2 separate regions of the Rattus norvegicus genome follow, and region 1 is linked to region 2. Evidence: chromatin contacts called from public Hi-C data. All regions are on one chromosome and are shown on one strand. The core of a region is the stretch at or near the end of the contact, and the rest is flanking DNA. Distances in the headings are between cores, read along the strand shown.

What was found. Hi-C and Micro-C count contacts between places; a contact is called where the count stands out from the background.
Region 1: a contact with region 2 is called in a Hi-C map of psoas muscle, with 1.6 times the contacts expected there. The contact joins two enhancer-like sites.

The regions. Positions count from the first base shown.
Region 1 is chr8:19,327,568-19,333,002 of GRCr8, reverse strand. No RefSeq gene overlaps it. Among named protein-coding and RNA genes, the nearest start is that of Sesn3, 85 kb to the left of the region's middle. Within about 2 kb of position 3,217, at least 46 of the 93 cell types and tissues checked have an H3K27ac peak or open chromatin away from gene starts, as enhancers often do.
Region 2 is chr8:19,188,092-19,193,971 of GRCr8, reverse strand. No RefSeq gene overlaps it. Among named protein-coding and RNA genes, the nearest start is that of Fam76b, 220 kb to the right of the region's middle. Within about 2 kb of position 4,116, at least 8 of the 93 cell types and tissues checked have an H3K27ac peak or open chromatin away from gene starts, as enhancers often do.

The DNA.
Region 1 (5,435 bases), core at 1,968-4,467, 140 kb before region 2:
GATATTTAGGAATTGTTAGGTCAACTGCAGGGGATCTGAGGGATTCCTTGAGAGCTGAGAGGAGGCTGTAGTCCTGCTTCACCCTGGCAAGCTTGGCTTGGGAGGCTCTTGGCTAAACCGTGAGAGCAAGAGTGGAGCAGACCAGCAAAGGTTGAGGGCGATCAAAGTGTGAAAGCCTGGACAGGCTGTTCAAGACCGAGCTGGATCTAAACAGTGGATCCATCCTTCCCCTGTTGGGTTATTTCAAGTCCTGGTTTCCAACCTTGAGGTGGTGAGCTCAAAAGTGTCACATCAAAATAGGTAGCTGACCAAAAGCCACAGGGAAGGGTGGGAGAGAGGCTTTCATGGACTCTGACGCTGGCTCGGAGTTGGCTGTTCATCACACGTGCCGTGGATGAAGCCCTGTCTTGGTTGGAGATAAAGTCTTGTGCAAATGGGTTCCAAGGGGCCTTCTGAGTCTAATGCCCCTCCCTGAGGGAATGAAGGCCATGGATCTTGCAGACTGCATGAAATCTAGCTTCCTTCCTTTTTATCCATCCTTTTACATAGCATTTTTTTTTAAAGTAAGGTTTATTTACTTTACCTGTATGAGTGGCTTGCATGCATATACATATCTGTTTACCATGCATGTGCTGCATGTTCACAAAAGTCAGGAAAGGGTGGCAGATTCCATAGAGCTGGAGTTACAGTCAGTTGTGAGCTGCTGTGTGGGTGCTGGGAACCACATCCAGCCCTTTGCGAGAGCAGCCAGTGCTCATAACTGCAGAGTCATCTCTCTAGCTTTTTGCCATCCTCTTTCTTTGGTTGATTTTAGAAAATTCTAACCAGGAGCAGAATTATGATTTCAAGCTAACTTTGAGGGTGTGCTTGCAAAGGTGTGTACCTTGACAAATCTCTCAAGAGTGCAGTAGTGAAAACAGGCTAAACACTCATTATTGAAACGGTTTTGGAGAGTAAGCGTTTAAGAAAGGGGCAGGCTTTGTGAGTAGCGTACCAAGGTTTACATGTGGGCGGGTGCCACTGCTGTTCAAATGTTTCCTCAGGTAGCCTGGACAACATTACAATTGTGTCCTTGTCCTCCTTACTTAGCAGAACTTTTCTTCACGCTAAACTCCATTGCTGACAACATCTGAGCATATATTGTCAGCATATATTGAGAAACTATAAAATTTCCTCTTTAAAAACTGTTTCTAGTTTATTTAACCCAATGAGAAGCAAAAAAAGGGACAGCTGGGAAGTATATTTCTGCTAGTGTATATAAAACTTAAGGTGCCTGATGTTTTCCAAGCTCCGCTAATCTCCGTAAGGAGATAGTGGAGAGCTGGGGAGAGCCTGAAGTCACACAAGCAAAGTAGAAAGCTGAAATTCCACACAGCTGACACGGCCTGCCTTTCCTCTGGTGCGCCATCTGAGTTCTGGGGAGGAGTGGTGGGAGCGTCATGTTCAGAGCATTGTCAGAGTCTCAGGCTTGTTAAAATAAAGGACAGCAGCACAGTATTATTGTCCTACCCATGCACAAGGGGACATCGGGTTCACCCCTACTGTCCTGCTTGCTCGGGGTCTCTGTGAATAAACTGTCCAAGGAGCCAGCACCCGCCCCCCGCAACTCTGAAGGTATTCATCATCTTTAAGCACTCTGATTATTGGCCAGAAAAAATAATAGTGGCTCTGGCCGCCAGCCAGGAGCAGCTCCCTGCCTCCGCCTTCACTCTGCATCTGTTCTCTGACCTCTTTAGCTCACCAAGTTGCCATGTGTTATTTCTCTTCAGGTTGTTAAAAAAATAAACACACACACACACACACACACACAGACACACACACACACACACACTCACACACACACACACACTCACTCCAGAGAGCTTAGCAGAAAACAAGTCCATGCTCGTGGGGAGCCTAGAACAGACCAGGGAAGCAAGGCTGTGGTGGCTGTTCGCCATGGGCTTTCAGCTTTCCACCCTGCCAGAAGGTTTCCACCTCCCTTTCAGTTCCCAGAATGCATTTTAGCTCAGGGCTAGCAGCCTGTCTACCTAAGTGACATCTGTGTTCCTAGGAAGGCGGTCTTCTGCATGTCCCTTCCCAACCTGCTTCCTCCGGCAAGGCACCTCAGCCTTTTTCACAGGGCTCAATGTAAAGCTCCTTTGAAAGCGACACTGGAACGAGAAGGGACACTCACAGCCTGTGTGTCTTTGGCAGTTGACAGCAATGCCAGGGGACACACTAAATCACTAGTCTCCTCAGCACAAGATTAGTTAGCAATCCCACTCCCGATTGTGATAATGAGTCAGGGTGCTCTGAAGAGGGCCGTGTGCCCTGAGGGTCTGAGACCTGTCTCTTCCCTTCCCAAAGTCGCTCTGGTTTCTCTCTACCTACACCAGTCAGAGCCTCTGTGTTTGCTGAGCTCTCAGTCCTATGGAGTGGCGAGCTGAAGTGTTTGTCACCTCTGTGAACACAGTGTGTCTCAAACACAGTAGGTTCTAAAGACTGCAGGATGAATGAATGAATGAATGAATGAGTGTGTGTTTATCAAGCCCCCCCCCCCCCACACACACACTGTAATCAGTTTCTAACAGGTTGTCAGCATGTTGACCCAGCCTGGTGCCCTCCGACAATGGTATGGGCTCCTTCACCCTAACTTTCGGGGTCTCATTCATCTCCTGTCTTCACAGTGGGCACTGGGCCTTTGCATCCTTTTCTAAGGTCTGAGCCAAGACAGCTGCTTTTCCACTCTGGTCTTTTCCCCGTTGAATCCCTGATTTTATCCCACCCCCACCCCCAACCCACCCCATGAAACCTTTCTACCTGGCTCAGAGCCAGAGAGGCCTCTAAGTCACACTCAGAATTTCCATGACAGTAAACAGACTGAAAAAAACCTGAAAGCTTCCCAGACTCTTCTAATCCCACCGTGCCTGGCAGCATCCTCCCCACACCCCACTCTAATACAGGCCTGTTGAAGGTCAACGACTCCTTTAAAAATAAAGGCAGTGGTGGCCCAGTGCCCGGCTAGAACCAGCTGACGGTGCAGTTCCGTGCAGCCAGCCCCCTCTCCTTCACTGAAGCCTCCAGGCGATCTTTTCTCTAAGGTCTGCAATCTATTACGCTACAGTTAACTGCCACATTCAAATGTAAAAACAGATCCCTGGATCAACACTCTATAAAAAGCCAAGGCAAACGCGGTGGTGCTCTTTCCTGGCTTGAGCTTAGAGCTTTGCAAGGGCAGAGTCCTGGGCCAGAGAGGGCCAGGTGCCCTTGCTGGTTCACTGTAACTCCATGTCCATCCCCGCACACTGCAGCGCTTCTGGGCGTTGGCACCCTTGCTGGGTAGAGGAGGAACGAGAGATACCAGAGGACCAGTGACCGAAATACTGTTACAGGAGCAGAAAGTTCTGGGTAGAGGCCTCCAAGTACTTTTATTCTATCCAGCTCCCTCTTGATTCCGGTCTGGACAGGATCATCCCAGAAGGTCGCTCTTTAAGACCTCTGCTCAAAAACTGCTGCCCAGAATACAGACGCTTTTTTCAAACAAAGCAGCGTCGTGCCAGTCATGTGGAGAGCCTGACTGTGCCGAGGTACCGATTTTCATGCTTCCGTGGACGTGGCTTGTTGTTACTGCACAAAATGAAGGAGAACTGTTAAGAAATATCATTGGCACCTTTGAAAGTTTGGAAGAAAGCTGTTTTTATTCTCTTTCCTGTGAGCTCCTCACCTTCCTCCCAAGTCTTGGCTATGTCTTCTACTCCCAAGGAGCCTTGGGAGCAGTAAGCATGGAGTATCGAGAATATTCTTTTTTTTTTTTTTTTTTTTTTTGGTTCTTTTTTTCGGAACTGGGGATCGAACCCAGGGCCTTGCGCTTCCTAGGTAAGCGCTCTACCACTGAGCTAAATCCCCAGCCCCGAGAATATTCTTTTTTTAAAAAAAGATTTATCTATTTTGTGTACACACACCAGAAGAGGGTGTCAGATGCCCATTACAGATGGATGTGAGCCACCATGTGGCTGCTGGGAATTGAACTCAGGACCTCTGGAAGAGCAGTCAGTGCTCTTAACCACGGAGCCATCTCTGAGACTATTCTAAGAACCAGATTTCATCTGTTTGCCAGGCAGTTGCTATTGCCTAGGCCACTCTGGCAACAGCCAAGCCACTAGCCCCTCCCCTTACACCTACAGATCACTGCTCATCTGGCATCTGCTTGGCTGGACCAGCGGTTACCCATCATCTCTTGAGATCACTGCTCCTCTGCTGTGACTTAGAAGGTTTGACTGCCTGGTTACCAGCCTTTGCCTTTTAGAACTCAGGCAGCCTGCTCTTGGCTGAACTTGAGGAAGTGAATTCCACTGGACAGCAGGCTTGCTTTACTCTTGTCACAGCCCAATGTCTCTTGTTCTGATTTGTGAGCTCATAAACCACCAGGCATATACTTATTAGGACAAACACACCCATGGGTGGTATATGTGTACACACATACATAATACCATGTCTAAATTCAGTCTTTTAAACCTCAGACACACTGTGTTCACTTTGTTAGGTGTGAGCACAGTAGTACCATGGACATCAATGACACAATTTGCAAATAAATGTAACAGCCTATTCAAAATCCCAGAGTGTTTTGGTGGTAAGAACACTTGTACGCAAATAAGTTATACTTCTGCATATTTTTAAGGCACAACACTGTATTAACTACATTTTTTTTCAGAAGAATAAGCATGCACAGATGTAAACTTACCTCCCATTTTCCCTCTTCACCTGTTTTTCAATGAACACTTGAGATGTTTCTCTACATTGGCCATTATAAGTAATCCCGAGTTTACATTTGGTCCAAACACAATCGGCCGTAAATATGCAACTTGCTCTTGGTGTGTAACTTGAATTCATTGTGTGGCCCATGAGGCCATGGTCAGGTGCCAGTTTCTATACTGTCTCTTGTTCCTCGAGGGTGGCACAGTACACATGGGGCACGCACAGTATGTGTCAAGTGGATAGAAAGGCAAATTGGACAGTGGGTTCTCCAGCAGTTTCCGCCATAGTGGAAAACCCAAGAAAGAGGCCAATGTCAGAGGCCTGCTGCAACCAGCTTTGGAGGCTCAAGGGAAAGAAGCGAGCCCTTTAACATCAGCACATGCCAGCTCAGGGCTGTGCAGAGCCTTGTCCTTATGTCCCTGTCAGGAGACCCCTGTGGCCTGTGCTGTCTGAATGATGGCTTGTGGTGCCTGTGTGTCTCTCCTCTGCTCCCACATTCTCCTGTGTCATTGTCTTCAAGCCAAGTTCGTTCTCCACCTAAAGTGATTTCATCTAACGTCTATTTACTGTCTGGACTTCTTCAAAAGGGAGATAAGCTGTGTGAGGAAGACGACTGTGCCTGCTTGATTTTGATGGTTTCAAATATTTAGTGTCTGGAGCACAGTAATTATACAATAAAGAGATATTGAACGGCCAAG
Region 2 (5,880 bases), core at 2,867-5,366:
AGCAAGCTAGCACCTGGAGGTAGTGTGCGGCTTCCCACTGTCTCTTTATGTGGTAAAAGCACGTAGCCTACTGTTCTGGGTGAAGCCAGGAGAGCAGAACCATTGCTTGGGGATATGGCTGAGTGGAACAAGAGAGGGAAGGAAGTGTGATCCAATTCCGTGTTTGAGTTCTAGCTGGGAAGAGCCATTAGTTGTAACCATAGCCATCATCCGCCGCTTTGTGTAGAGCCAGAATCCCAGACAGGGCGGCGTTTTCAGACCACTCATTCTCTCGTTCATTATTTAGCGAATATTTACTAAATGTTTAGCTTGTTTTAGTTCTGCACATCTATGCTATGGATGGATGGATGGATGGATGGATGGATGGATGGATGGATGGATGGATGATGGATGGATGGATGAATACAGGATGGACAGAAGATGACACTATAAGGGATCATGCTGATTGACTGCCAACCTGGCTGGATCAAGATCACCTAACAGACAACCCTCTAGGCATGTCTGTGAGGAACTTTCCAGACTGAATGAGTTGAGCTGACTCACTGTGAAGGGGCCATGGACTGACTATGAAGGAGAAAGTGGGCTGGGCACCAGCATCCATTGTGCTCTCCTCTTGGCTGGACGCAGTGTGACCAGCCACCTCAGCTCCTCCTACCTGCCTTCCCTACCCTGAACCCAGGCCCTATGAGCCAAAGTAAGCCCTTCCTCCTTCCTTGTTTTAGAATAAAGACTATCAGGCTCTAGACTGAACTCCCATGCAGAAGTTGAAACCTGATCCCTGTCATGACCATGCTCAGCAGGGGAGAGGGCTTTGATGACAGAACTATCATGTAAACTCCCAGCCCCTTTCTGCCAGGTACAGGCACTGAGAAAAGATGAGCACAGTGAACCTGACATAGCTCTCACCATGCACTGAACCTGCTGGACCTTGTTAATTGATTTCCCAGCCTTCAGAACTGAAACAAACTTTTCCCCTTCCCTTGAGGTACTTAAAGGTTGAACTTGGGACCTTACACATGCTAGACAAAGGCTTGACCACTAAGTGGAGTTTTTGTTGTTGTTGTTGTTATTGTTGTTGTTGTTGTTGTTTTATTTTTACTACAGGTAAGCCTTACATTTGGCTATCCTCAAGCTCTGGAGGCCAGAGCAACACCACAAATTTTATTTTTATAAGGCAGCACTATTTTGCATTTTTTTGTTATGGCAGATAAAACAGACACTATATGGGTACACAGAATAGCCAAGTAAAATATGTTATTTCCCCTGATGACAGAGGGTAAGCTTATGAACAGAGCAAAATGATGCTGGCGTTACAGTGTTTGTGAAAGAAGAGGATGTTGGGGATTGTGGCGGAGAGTTAGGGAAACCTGCTTTAAGGAACTGTAGTGATACCATGTGCTAGGTATTCAGACCTCCTCATAAAATCTCCAGTGAAAGCTTGGAAGGTGATTCCTATTTATTAACACTTCAATTTCACAGACCAAGAATCTACAGATATTAATTAATGAGCTCAAGGTCACACAGCCAGAAGTGATGGGTCATGGATTTGAACAAGGGTTTAGATTGAGACTAAAGGATGAACAAAAGTCAGAAATGGCTCCATGATGTTTTAAAGAATGAGCGAGTATAAAACCCAGGATGAAGTGGGGTGAAGTCTCTAGGGTTCTGTAGGGTGCTGATGGCTCCTCGATTCTTGTCTGAGTTCACTGTCATCATCTATCATTGGTGTTGTGCGCTCACAGATAAACTCTCAATACTTGAAGTCAACCCAGTGGGTTAAAAGAACCTTAACTCATTCAATTAAGGAAAAGAACCAAAAAGTCACTGGTAGAAAATAGGATCTTGTCATCCACAAAACAATCTTGCTGTTCATAGCTTCAGACATCACAGAGTAGATCACTGGAGCTTGACTGTAATTTAATTATAATGATTAGTTTTAAGTGAGAGTACTTCTTCCTCCCATGGTACTGTGAATAAATAAGCTGACTTTATGAAGATATTTATGCCCATATGTATTCCCTAGAGAAGGCCGAGCTCATACAGAAGGAATTCTTCCAATGTGTTTACATGAGCTGTTATTTATGTATATGGTCTAACTCGTTGTAACTAACCCAAAGGGAGAAATATTTTTATTTGTACATGGTTGTTCCTCTCAGGATACAATGTGGGGTCTGCGTCTCCTTTTCCCAGTCAGTTATGAATCCCTAGGCACCCCCCTAGTCACTGATCTTCGGGGCAGAGAACTTGACCCACTGTAAATGTTCCAGGTCAAATCTTTGGATGAACTTGATGCTTGAACTCAGTAGGGGGAAAAAAAAAAGCACCAATTCAAGCACAGAGAAAGCAAGGCAGAAGCAAGAGCTGTGTGAACTGGGGTTAACAGAGAGGAAGGGAGCTTTAAAGGGACTTTCAATTTTCCCACAGCAGGGAGGCTCATGCAAAGCAGACATCTTCTTGGGTAGGTTTCGAAGTCTTTGCTCTGGGAAAGCATGTATAGCCTGGAGGTTTCACATAGCATGGAGCAGGACTCCAGTCCAGGGGTGAAGCCGTCGGGTCCTTCTAATGGTTCCATGTCAGCCTACAGATGCCTGCTGTTGGTTACTGAGTCTCCCTTCACAGCGATGCCTGAGGCTTGTACTTCATTCATGGAGCTAGTTGCCTTCTCGTTGTGTTCGAGCATCCCTAATTACAGGGAGTTCTTCAGAATGTTGAGACCTTTCTGAAAGCATCCCTCAAGAGCAAACTGTGTTGGGCAGAGGGGCCTAAAGCCTAAGACATGCAGTCAGATAGGACAGCCTCCTCATGATCTCTGTATAAACTAAAAATAGTCATTCAGCGACTCAAAGTTCTGTGGCTGGGAGCAGGTGATAGATGTTATGTTAGATGATATTCATCAGGGTGTGATGAATGGCTTTGCAGAAGATTCTGCACATTTCAACATAAGAGTATATGCACAAAGCAGGGCATTCAAATTTCCAGTGTTCTTACTCTACACCCAGAAGTGCCAACCACATTCAGCATAAGAAACCGCCAGTTTTAGCGGGTCACCTCTGTGTGGAACAATTTGCATATATCTTGTCTTCCTTTTGGGAGGGCCTGTTTGAGCCAGATCTCGCAATCTCACAAGTCTGGTGCTGTTGCCTTGTACTTCAAGGACAAAGGAGCTAGAGTTAAAGGTGGTTGAACTCTGTTTTACTCACCAGGAGTAGCAATCAATCACACGGTACAACGGTCCATCTTATCAACTTGGTTGGATTTAGAATTACCACGAAAAACTGGCTTCTGGGTAGCCAGGCAGGAAATTCCTAGATGAGGTTCACTGAAGTGGAAAGACCTATGATAACGATAACTCTGGGCAGTGCCTTCCCCTGGGCTGGGGTCCCAGACTGGATAAAGATAAGGAGAGAGCTGAGTACCAGAACTTATCACTACCAGCCACCTAGCTGCAGATGTCATGCAACTATCTGCCTCGAGCTCCTGCCATGGTGACTTCCCCACCAGATGGACTAGATCCTCAGCCGTGAACCCACAGAAATTCTTCTCTCCTTAAACTGCTTACCAAGGATCTTGTCACAGCAACAGGAAAGTAGCACGCGTCAGGGCGAAGTCTTTTCCAGCAGATCCAGACTAAGTATCACCCCATGACACCCACTGCCATGTTCTTGAGAGCTCCAACCAAACCTTTCTTCATCCTTACATAAACACTCAAGCAATAACAATTTCCACTGCAGCCACAATTAAGCTGAGGAGCATGAGGAGATGATGTGTAGGACCCTGTGCTGGCCCACACAACACAAGTTGCTCTCAAGAACCCTTCAACTGAGCTACAACCTCACGGCCATGATGTCTTCCTCCCGAGGAACAAAGATAGCTAACGTGTGCCCTGAATGCCATCGTAGGAGAGGGCTTTCAGGAATCTCACTGGAGCCACATGAGAACTTAGAGAGCTTGTGGTGTTGACCTTTGAAATTCCCTGAGCGGGGAGTGTGAGACGGTTCCTCAGAGCAATTAGCTGCACTGGTTTCCTCTGCTTACAAAGCTTCAAGGGCTTGGCCAGGAAAGCCATGGAAAGTATGAGGCAAGAAACTGAATCCGTCCTGCTCGAGAATCAGCAGTCAGCAGGCTGAAGCGCTCTTCAGTATTGGCTGCCCTCTGCCTGTCTGGGGTCACGTCAGGAGGTGTCATGTGCTGATCTAGCCATTACCTCACCTCTCAGGGAGATTCATGACCCTTTCGAGGAGGCCTGGATGGGTGGACGGACTCCAGCTGAGACCACCTGCCTCAAGGTCAAACAGCTGGGAGCCAAGCGAGCTCTGCCAGCCATGTTACAAATCAGGAAGTGCACAGTCTTGAAGGGAGATGGGAGCTCAGCCTAGTGGCCTGAGCCACCTCTTGGAATCTGTGCCTGCAGCGGGCACCTCTTTCCCTCCCTCGGCAAACACACTGATTGCTATAGAATCATTGACCTCACTGTCTTTTGAGTAATGTGCTGTCTCTCTGGCTCCTTAAATCTATCACATACAACTGGCGCTCCATGGATCAGAGGGTGGCTAACATCAGCTTTGCCAGTTCTAATAAGAACTTGGCGTTCCACAGCATCCTCCTGAAAGGACCTCAGCCTGGGATCTTAACAACAACAAACAAGAAATTTGTCCGATGCCCCTGAGTGAGCCTGAGAGGTTGCAAGACAGCGCCTGCTTCTAGCCAAGCTTGAAGCTGGCTTCAAGATCTTGTTCATCTAAGTTACAAAAAGTGCCAGGGCTTGGGGAATTCACAGCTGATGAGCAAATGCTATCTCCTCATCCTGCAATCAAACCGAACTGATTTTTAATTTATTTTAAAAGTAACCTACGACATCCTTCCGTTTGATTAACAACTAGCAGGACTCAAGGTGGCACTCCGCGCAGGCCTTCAACACTATGTTGGAGAAATGGGAAAATACCTGGCACATATTTTTAAGTCTCACATTGTCCGGGTTGGCCTTGAATTCACTGTATAGCTAAGGATAACCTTGAAAGCCTGGACTTCCTGCCTCAGCCTATCAGGTGCTGGAATTAAGGGTGCGTGTTGCCACCCTGTGCAGAGACTGAACCCTAGGGTTTCATGCATGCTAGGCCCTGGTCCTTCTTCTTCCTGCCTACTCTTACCTCTAGAAATATTGAGTTATATCACTCCACTCCTCTCTTTCTGTTCTCTTCAAGGGAAAAGTCTAGTCTACAAAATGGCCTCCTGGCTCCATATACATTTCTGTAAACCTCCTTGTCCCCTTTGCTCTGAGCTTACGTTCCACTGACTTCTCCCCAGACACTCTGTTCTAGTCAATCGAAAGCCTCCATAGGCCCCTGCTCCTTCCTGCCACCACACTTCTGCCCCCACAGTCTTTACACCAGCTGTTTCTTCTCTCCGGAATGTTCTTCCTTCAGACATCTGCATAATTAACATAATTTTCTTGGGGCTTTCTCAGTTCTCAAAATGACGAGCTCTTTTCCCACAGCAAATCTATAGAAATGATAGACAAGGTACTTTTAAGATTACAAGGGGAACTCACTGCAAGAAGAAATAAAATAGCGCATGCACCTTGAAAGATAGTGAGCAAAGAATTAGGCCAAAGCAAAGACTGTGCCTCAGGATGTGAACAATGGTAAGGCCTGTATTTCCAGCAAAGTGGAAGTAGGAAAAACTTGAAGGAGGTGACAAGATTGACTATAAAAATGTCTGAGGGAAAGCAGTGCAGACGGAAGAAATGGTTGATGCAATAGCTGTGGGAAGTGTGCTTGAATGGACTAGAAAGGACTCGAGAGAGTGTAGAGCCACAGGAGACCCCACCCAACACACCCACACTTCTGCATTTGTCCAGGGAACGAGCCAGCCTCTGCAACG